3 separate regions of the Mus musculus genome follow, and regions 2 and 3 are each linked to region 1. The links are chromatin contacts, called in public promoter capture Hi-C maps. All regions are on one chromosome and are shown on one strand. The core of a region is the stretch at or near the end of the contact, and the rest is flanking DNA. Distances in the headings are between cores, read along the strand shown. Region 1 holds the start of Zfp747 (zinc finger protein 747). Region 2 holds the start of 4930451I11Rik (RIKEN cDNA 4930451I11 gene). Region 3 holds the start of Prss53 (protease, serine 53).

What was found. Promoter capture Hi-C pulls out the DNA fragments that hold promoters and counts their contacts.
Region 2: a promoter capture Hi-C map of hippocampal neurons shows a contact between it and region 1, with 2.8 times the contacts expected there. The contact joins the promoter of 4930451I11Rik here to the promoter of Zfp747 in region 1. A contact is called at or near these places in 4 of 39 promoter capture datasets (hippocampal neurons, liver, maxillary cranial neural crest and 1 more) and 1 of 9 other capture datasets (liver).
Region 3: a promoter capture Hi-C map of stem cell-derived epiblast-like cells shows a contact between it and region 1, with 2.9 times the contacts expected there. The contact joins the promoter of Prss53 here to the promoter of Zfp747 in region 1. A contact is called at or near these places in 6 of 39 promoter capture datasets (the C10 cell line, embryonic stem cells, hematopoietic stem and progenitor cells and 3 more) and 1 of 484 Hi-C or Micro-C datasets (B cells).

The regions. Positions count from the first base shown.
Region 1 is chr7:127,374,726-127,377,463 of GRCm38.p6, forward strand. It overlaps Zfp747 (zinc finger protein 747), which reads right to left and starts at 1,325. Exons shown (of 3, transcript NM_175560.3): 1 at 918-1,325; 2 at 664-777. The coding sequence starts at 1,101.
Region 2 is chr7:126,830,141-126,832,878 of GRCm38.p6, forward strand. 4930451I11Rik (RIKEN cDNA 4930451I11 gene) reads right to left here and starts at 1,356. Exons shown (of 4, transcript NM_183131.3): 1 at 1,271-1,356; 2 at 732-887; 3 at 570-657; 4 at 334-478. The coding sequence starts at 1,340. The coding sequence ends at 457. It overlaps Tlcd3b (TLC domain containing 3B), which reads left to right. Exons shown (of 5, transcript NM_029978.1): 5 at 1-79.
Region 3 is chr7:127,889,607-127,892,344 of GRCm38.p6, forward strand. It overlaps Prss53 (protease, serine 53), which reads right to left and starts at 1,364. Exons shown (of 11, transcript NM_001081268.1): 1 at 1,253-1,364; 2 at 131-151; 3 at 1-35. The coding sequence starts at 1,310.

The sequences.
Region 1 (2,738 bases), core at 75-2,574:
GACTCTGACTTCTACTGCCCCTTAATTTCCACAGCCCCACAAGGGGACAGACTGGACACAGGAGTGGAGATGTCACAGCATCTGAGCATGTGCAGTGTGCAGATGTCCAAATGCAGCATAAAGAAAGGGGTCTGGGCCTCGGCTTGGTGGCGCACACCTTTAATCCCAGCACTTGGGAGGCAGAGGCAGGCAGATTTCTGAGTTCGAGGCCAGCCTGGTCTACAGAGTGAGTTCCAGGACAGCCAGGGCTACACAGAGAAACCCTCTAAAAAAATAAAAAATAAAAAATAAAGGAAAAGAATTGAAAAGAAAAGAAAGGTGTCTGTGTGGTCCCAATTCCCAAGTGCAGTAAGCTAAGCACTTCTCAGAGGTGGAAAGCAAGAGCTAAAGGAGACTCCAGAAGGCAGCCACAGTGATGGCAGCAGAGGAGTGGGAACGAGGGGCTACAACCCGTACAGCCTAGTGGCCCTGTATATACGAGGTGAGAGCACTGGACAGAACAATCACAGCCCCTTTCTAGATGAATCCAGGGGCCAGCCATCATGGCTTTGGCCAAGAAACAAAAACAGGGAAGAAACTGCCAGGCAGTAAGTGCAGTCACTAGAAGACACCACACAGGCTGGCAACACAGAAGTTTCCCCAGGCAAGTACCCAGTCCTTCACCTGAGTGGACTTCTGTCCTGCACATGGCCACCTCTGGATCCTGGGCACCGGGTCCCCACACTTCGGACTCTTCCTCCACCCAGCTGATGAGCGCTGGTTTGGCGCATCCGACGTCTGTAGGGAAAGATAGCAAACCCACTAGTCAGGAGGACGACCCAGTTGGTTCCGACCGCCCGTGCCCAGGTCTCTCTGCTGCCACGCAGGACCCACGGTGTCACAGGCATCGCGACCACGGCGGCCAGGAAGGTTCTCACCGAGATAGGTCAGGAGACCGTAGGTCTCGCGCATCACCTCTCGGTACAGGGCTCTCTGCGCCGGCCGCAGATACCTCCACTCCTCCGGGGAGAAGTACACGGCCACGTCCGCGAAGCTCACAGTCCCAGGTTTACAGAACACAGGCGGTACCGAGGCCCTTCCCGGGGCCATCACCTGCGCCATGTAGACTCCCCGCACAGTCCCTGGGTCAGCCCCGCACTCCTGGGATTGCCTGCCCAGTCCAACGTGTCCGTTTTCGGGTACCAGGGCTGAAAAAGGACAGGAACCAGGTCCGTGTGCACCTTAACGTAGGGAAAAAGTGAAAACTGATAGGAGCACAGCGGAGATTTCCGGAAGACCGAGTAAAAATGTGGACTTGGGCGCGGCGTCTCAAAACTACGCTCCCTAGCGGTCCTGCCCAGGGTTGTATCACGTGACTTCCTGCACCAATGACATCAAGCCCTCAACCAAAATGGCCACAGAGTCTACAAGTGCCAGTCTGAGAACAAGTCCCAGGCTGGCAGGCCAACATGACACACCCTGCCTGTGAGCACCACAAACAGGGAGGGTTTTATGGTCTCAGGAGAACCACACCCCTCTCACAGTCAGCTAGGTGGAAGCGGCCTGTGAATAGATGTTTAGTATTTTATTTGTGGTCAGTGTTCATCTTGGAGCTAGAAGCAAGCCTGTGGAGGGAGGGCTGTTAATAAGCTTTTTTTTTTTTTTTTTAAATTAATTTCAACGAGTACTGTAGCTGTCTTCAGACACACCAGGAGATGGTTGTGAGGCATCAAGTGGTTGCTGGGATTTGAACTCAGAACCTTTAGGATGAGCAGTCTGTGCTCTTAGCTGCTGAGCCATCTCTCCAGCCCTGTTAATGAGCTATCAAATGAAGCAGGCCTCCAATTGGGGTGGTTCCACCAGCTTGGTCTACAAATCTCAAACTAGTTGAGGAATACTGACTGCTCCTGATACAGATCAGAGATCACAGAGCTGATCTTTGATCAGCCAGGACACCTGGGACATTCCAGACCATCTAATCTTCTAAAAGGTTAGATGTACACCTGCCCAACTGGATTTCTCTGCCTCACTCATAGGAGGGAGTTAAGATATCTGGGCCATTTGTGAGAGTCCCGGGAGGAATGAGGTCCAACTCACAGTAAGGATTTAAGTCTGACTCATTGTTATTTTAATATAAAAATACCTACTTACAAAAGGGATATTATCCTATTTGTCATCATTCAGAGCTGTTTGTACTTTATAAAAAAAGACAAAGAAACCAGGGATATGTTGGTGGAGGCACAGTGTGGGGTAGGTGAATGGGGTACCTCTGTGAGCTCATGCTCAGGCATCCATTCCTCCAGAGGGACCAGCTCACAATGGTACAGTATAGAATAGAGTTCATTTAAGGCATGGGGAGGAGAGTTGACTGCTTAATAGAGACAGAGGCAGGGAGACAGAGAGAGAGGGAGAGAAGGGGGAAGGATAGAGGGATTGAGAGAGAAAGAGAGAGAGACAGAGAAAGAGAGGGAGTAGAACACATATAGAGGGGGGAGGGGAATGGGGAGAGAAGGGACAGAGCAGAAGAGGGTTAGAGAGCAAGAGAGCAAAAGGAGGGAGCAAGCAGACCCTTTTATAATGAGTCATGGCTGTTGGCAGGAAACGAGGGCAGAGCCTAGAAGAAATGTTAACATTCCCCCATTTTGGTTTAATTAAAAAAAGGGAAATTTTCAAAGTGGTGATGGTGAAGCAGGAGTAGGGTTGTCATGATGTCTGACTATCATGATGTCTGACTACTTCCTGCTGACTTTGGGGTGACA
Region 2 (2,738 bases), core at 106-2,605, 540 kb before region 1:
CCTCCAGTCTGGGGGCCACAGACCCCGGGAGGTGCTTTTACAGACCGCTAATAAAGACGATCTTCCTGAACGCCAGCAAGACCCTTTGGTCCAGTTTTGGGGGCTGGGAAGTGGGGAGGAAGAAGGAGGGGTCACTACATAACTACTGAGGAGGAAGGGGGAAAGTGTGTGTGTGTGTGTGTGTGTGTGTGTGTGTGTGTGTATGTGTGTGTGTGTGTGTGCGCGCGCCTGCAGCCTGGGAGGAATGGGGTGTGTGAATGGCCACTTCGAAGTCAGGGAGAAGGAGGAGGTGGGGGATGGGTGGCTACATAGAGGGCTACTGCAGTCTAGGAGGAAGGAGGCACCACCTTTATTTCTCAACAGAAGGCAGGGTAGATGTGTGTGGCTCACAGCTGGGTCCAGGGCTCCGTCTCTGGCTCACCTGCTCACCTCAGCTGGCTCTGGCTGGATATCTCATTAGGCCCCTTTCTGGAAGTTCCTGAGGAGTATGGAGATCAGATGAGGAGGGACACATAGGAGACTTGGGTCCTCTGGAAGGGGTAGGGCGAGGACACAGAGACACAACTCACACATGCAAGCAGAACTGGAAAAGCAGGAAGAAGAAGGCCACCACTAATGTCCCCACCAGGATGTTCTGGAAGAGCCCAGGACTGGAATCTGCCAGACAATGAACAACAGCGTCCTTCCAGACCCCGCCAGGAGGAAGACCCCTCTATCAAGCTGATTCATACCTGTCTTAACGAACGTTATAGGCTTCTCTCCAATAAACCGGGCCACAGCAAGAAGGCTAGCTCGGTCTGAGTCTGGATAATCAAAGAAAAGCCTGTTTACAACTTGCTGGGGTCTGGCTCCTGAAACCGAGGGCCGGGTTCCATCTCTTCTGGGGGCTAAAAACCAAAGCAGAGTCTGTGACAAGAGCCCAAGGGCCATCATGCCCACCAATGAGGCCAGGCAAACCCAGAGCTCTGATTGTTTTGTCCCAGGGCTGGCTGAGCTCCCATCAGAAGCCCACCATGTCTGAGATGGGGGGGAAAGGTTTGGACTGAAGGTTTGGGCTATAGAGCAACACTTTGTCTCAAGACAAAGTAAAATGAGACAAAAGGGAGGAAGAAGGAAAAAAGAGAAAAGGAAGAAAGAAGGGGAAAGGAAGGGGGGGGTGGGGAAACTAAGGCCTGGGGCTGGGCCATCCTCCTCCCTCCTGCCCACAATGAAGTTTACTCCCTTTCTCTAGCCTCCCTTATTCCTACTATTCCTGAACTCAGTTCCCCACCTGTTTCTATGGTCCCCAGCTCAGCCATCAACATCCACACCCCTACGGCTACCCACAGCCACAGCTTCATAACCCCCCACGACTATGAATGAGTAGGATTCTATGATGTCACAGCCCAGAGCCATTCCGCTAGCCCGACTATGAGGTGCTTCTAGCTCCTGATGCAGAAGAGCCCCCATTGAGCCCCAAGGATGACACTGACCATAACAGCAACAGTGGTGAGGGGTCTTGGGGTGTAGGCCAGGGGTACAGCTTTTGCTCAGAGTGCACAAGGCCTTCAGTTCTATTACAGAACCAGTCAGTTCTGTGGTGTTCCAGAACTTAGCTAGGTCTAGGAGACATGTGTTTGCATAACCGCTCTACTGGGGAGGTGAGGAGGGCTACACATCTCCAGTTGTTCTTCGGATCAAATAAAACTCCTTTACTGATTGCTTAGTAAAATGCCAAGCAAGTTACACAGATTGGCTCGTGGCATTGGCAGAAGCCCTAAGAGGGAGGCCCAAACCAGTGTGCAGGGGGACGAGGAACGCTGACACAACGCTTCCCAAGGCTGTGCATTCTTCTATGGGGGGAGGGTCCTCTTCCCTTTCTGAACCCCAGGTTCGTGGGTTTGCACCCATCCATCTCCAGGCTTGGTTTTAGCGCTCAGTAGAGATGGAAGCGCACGGTGAGGCACAAGAGAAATAGCCAACTTTTCCACCAGGTGGCAGCAGTGTTGGTCCGACGGTGCCACCATCTCTTCTACAGGTTACAGGCAGGCAGGCAGGCTCCTCTCTTGGGACTGGCTGTCACCGGGAGGCGGGGAGGCGAAGAGGGCTGAGGGTGTTGTCAACAGACGAACTCCCCAGGCTCATTCCAAGGCTAATCTCTCGGCCATTCAAAGATCCTAGTCTACTCGCCTCACCGTGACTCAGTTTCCCTTTTGGTGGTATTGGTGGCATGTGAACCTCACCGTCCACCACCCGACCCCTGTTTCTTTTCTCTAGTTCCCTCAGTCCTCCCCGTGTCACTTCCTAATTGCGACCTGCACTCCGGAGGCCCCACCTCGAGTTGGAAGAGACAGCTTGCCTCTGATTGGCAGTTAGGCCTGTCTATCACAAACGAACTCCAGCCCACCCGGGCCAAGGACATTTCAGGGTCTCCTTGATTCTATCCGTGCTTGTTTTACAGCCTCTTGGCTACTCTGTTACTCCACTTGCCCTGAAGGTGGCTCCTCATTAAAGGATCCTCTCTCGGGCCAGGAGATCACAGAGACCTGCCTCTGTCTCCCAAATGATGCTGGGATTAAAGGAGTGTGCTTCTACATCAGAATTAGCTTTCTCCTCCTCCTCCTCCTCCTCCTCCTCCTCCTCCTCCTCCTCCTCCTCTTCAGTTAATCACAGCTATTGAGAATCTAAGAGTGCCACAGCTATGCCTGGAAGACATTTCCACAACATTCCAACCCTTCCGCCTGATCTTTTCTGTCCTC
Region 3 (2,738 bases), core at 114-2,613, 510 kb after region 1:
GGGCTCTGGAGGGCCAGGGCCACGCTGCCCGCATGCTGTAGAGAAGAGGGAATCATGCTAACTGCAGCCAATACCATTTCCCCTCACTCATACTTGAGTGCAGCCCGGGGCCCAGGTCCTCATCACTTACCACGCTGAGCTGCTTGAAGACCTAGGAAGAAAGAAACACAGGCTGTGGGGGTGCCGTAACTGCCTGGCCCAGGTTGGGTGGAGGGATGGATTGAAGGACAGGCCCTGGGTCCATATCTGTGACTGGCTACCTCACCAGCCCCTCCCAGAATGAAGACATTTATATGAGGCGGAAAAGCAGCTTTTATTGGAGCTCATTCAGAGTACACAGCCATTAATTCTCTCAGCTGTGCTCAGCACTCCTGGGCCCAAGGAACAAGGCCTCGGGTTTACCTTGGGAGTAGGCCAACCCTCCTCCAGGCTTCCGAACCCCTAACTCCTGCCTTTACCGCTGAGTCAGAGAGGTGGCCTGTGTATGTGAAGAACATTAGCCTAATTGTCCCTTCAGCTGTGGAAGCCTAAGAAGGTAGATTAGAGGTCTGTGTCATGTCCTAAGTGGGGGAGGCCCCAAGTGAGTCTCACTCCACCCCATCCTAATGAATCAAACTGTCTACTTTTCCAGTGGGTCCCTGTCATGCCTGTAACCCATCACAGCCTCACTCAAATAGGTCTACTGTACATCGGAGGCAGAGCTGGTGTGGACAGCCTCCAGTGAGTGAGGCCAGAACATGCCTGAGGTCCTTCTGGAAGTAGAGGATAAGAGAGAGGGCAAGACCAAGACGCACACACAGACACCCCCCCCCCCCAACATCCACCATCCACGTTCAGACAGTGATCTCAGACCCTTTCTAACCCTGGCATTAGACTGTAGTCTCAAGGACATTATTTAGCTTTTCTGTACTTCTGTTTCTTCACCAAGATCGAACAGTAGCACAAGTTAAAGAACTACTGTAAAGATTAAATATATTAACAGCTTCTTCCAAAGTGCTGTAACGTGGCCCAGGAAAATCACAGCCATTTTGACAATAGGCTCTGTGTTACCTCCCCTCAGCACCTCACCCCCAAGAACACCTCCCTCCCCAAAAGACACACACCAAGGACATTCACAGGGAGACTGTAGCCCCCTCAGGATCTCTTACATACCAAATTGCAGTCTACTGGGGCAGATGAAGGCTTAGGAGCCTCCCCACCACCACACACACACACAATGCCACTCCCTGTCCCTCATACTTGAAGGACTTACCCTCTATCACGACCACAGCTCCCACAATAAGCAGCTCTGGTCTCCAGCTCTGCCTCATGCTGCTCCAGGCCACTCAGTGCTCCGGCTGTCAGAAAGGCCACCTGGGTCTCCCTGGCTCCACCCCTGCTCCGCCTCCAGTCAGGTGTTACTTTTCCTGGGCTGGAAGGGAGCCAACAGCGCTTAGCTTGGGGCCAGTGGTTGTGTGGCCCTTACCCCTCTCTGGCTCTTTACCAGCCATACTCCTCCAGTTCAAATCCTAGTTCCTCCAATGATTTTGAACAATGAAATTGTTTGTGCCTTACCTGGAGAACTTAATTACTTAAGGGTGCCTGGGAGATTCTGGAGAGATGGAGCAACAATTAACTGCACGACCTGGTTTAATTCCCAGCTCCCATAGGGCAGTTCACACCATGATCTGTAACTCCAGTTCCAGGGGATCTGACACTGTCTTCGGCCCTCCCAAGGCACCAGTCATATATAGTACATAAACACACATGCAGACAAAACACTCATACACATAGGCTAATAGTAAAGCCCCTTCAAATGGACGGAAGGAAGACTGTTTCAATTATTTATTCCAGAGAGGGGGCAACCTGTGAGCAGTTTCTCCCTCTACGTGGTTCCCAGGGTTTGAAAGCACATGGCCAGGTGTCTTTACCTGTTGAGCCATGTCACCAGGACCATGCAAAGACATTTGTCACCAAGCCCAACTACCTGGGTTTGATTCCTCAGATTAACATGTCAAAGAATCCTTGCAAGCTGAACTCTACACACACCATGATATTCAGCGCACGGCCACACGCACATAGACACACTTTTTAAAAACATGCTTAGGGCCCCAGAGAGATTGCTTACTGACTCTTCACTACCTGTTCTTTCCAGAGGACCCAGGTTTGAGTTCCAAATCCACACAAAAGCTTGACAAACACCTGTAATTCCAGTTCCAGATCCAACACTCTTCCACCCTCGGCAGGCACCAGACATATGTGGTGCGGATACATAAGCAGGCAGATGTTCACACATAGTAAATAATTTTCTAAATACAGTGGTATATACATGTAATTCCAGTACCTCGAGGCTGAGGCAGATTTTTGAGTTTAGGTTGAGCTGCCTAACAAGTTCAAGGCCAGCCTAGACTAAAGCAAGACACTATTTCAAAAAGAAGGCAAGCAATCTGTTAGTGTTTAGCCAAGGGTGACTTGTAGACCAGCTACTTCTTGCATGAGAACATCATCTGTGGAGCAGTGGCAGACTCCTCAGACTCCCCTCAGCTTCCCTGCCTCCTGCAGGCCAAGGCCAGGCAGGTTTCATACACTCCCCTCAGTTTGCTTCAGAGGTAACATGCAGGACTGTGTGTTAAAGGGGTGGCTCTCATCCTATCCTCTCTCTGGGTCTGCCTCCTTGCTGGCAGGGCATTGCTCTTCTTTCTGGCAAATGTGTGGATGGAGGGTAGAACACTGAGGTCACATCCTTTTTCACCTTCCGA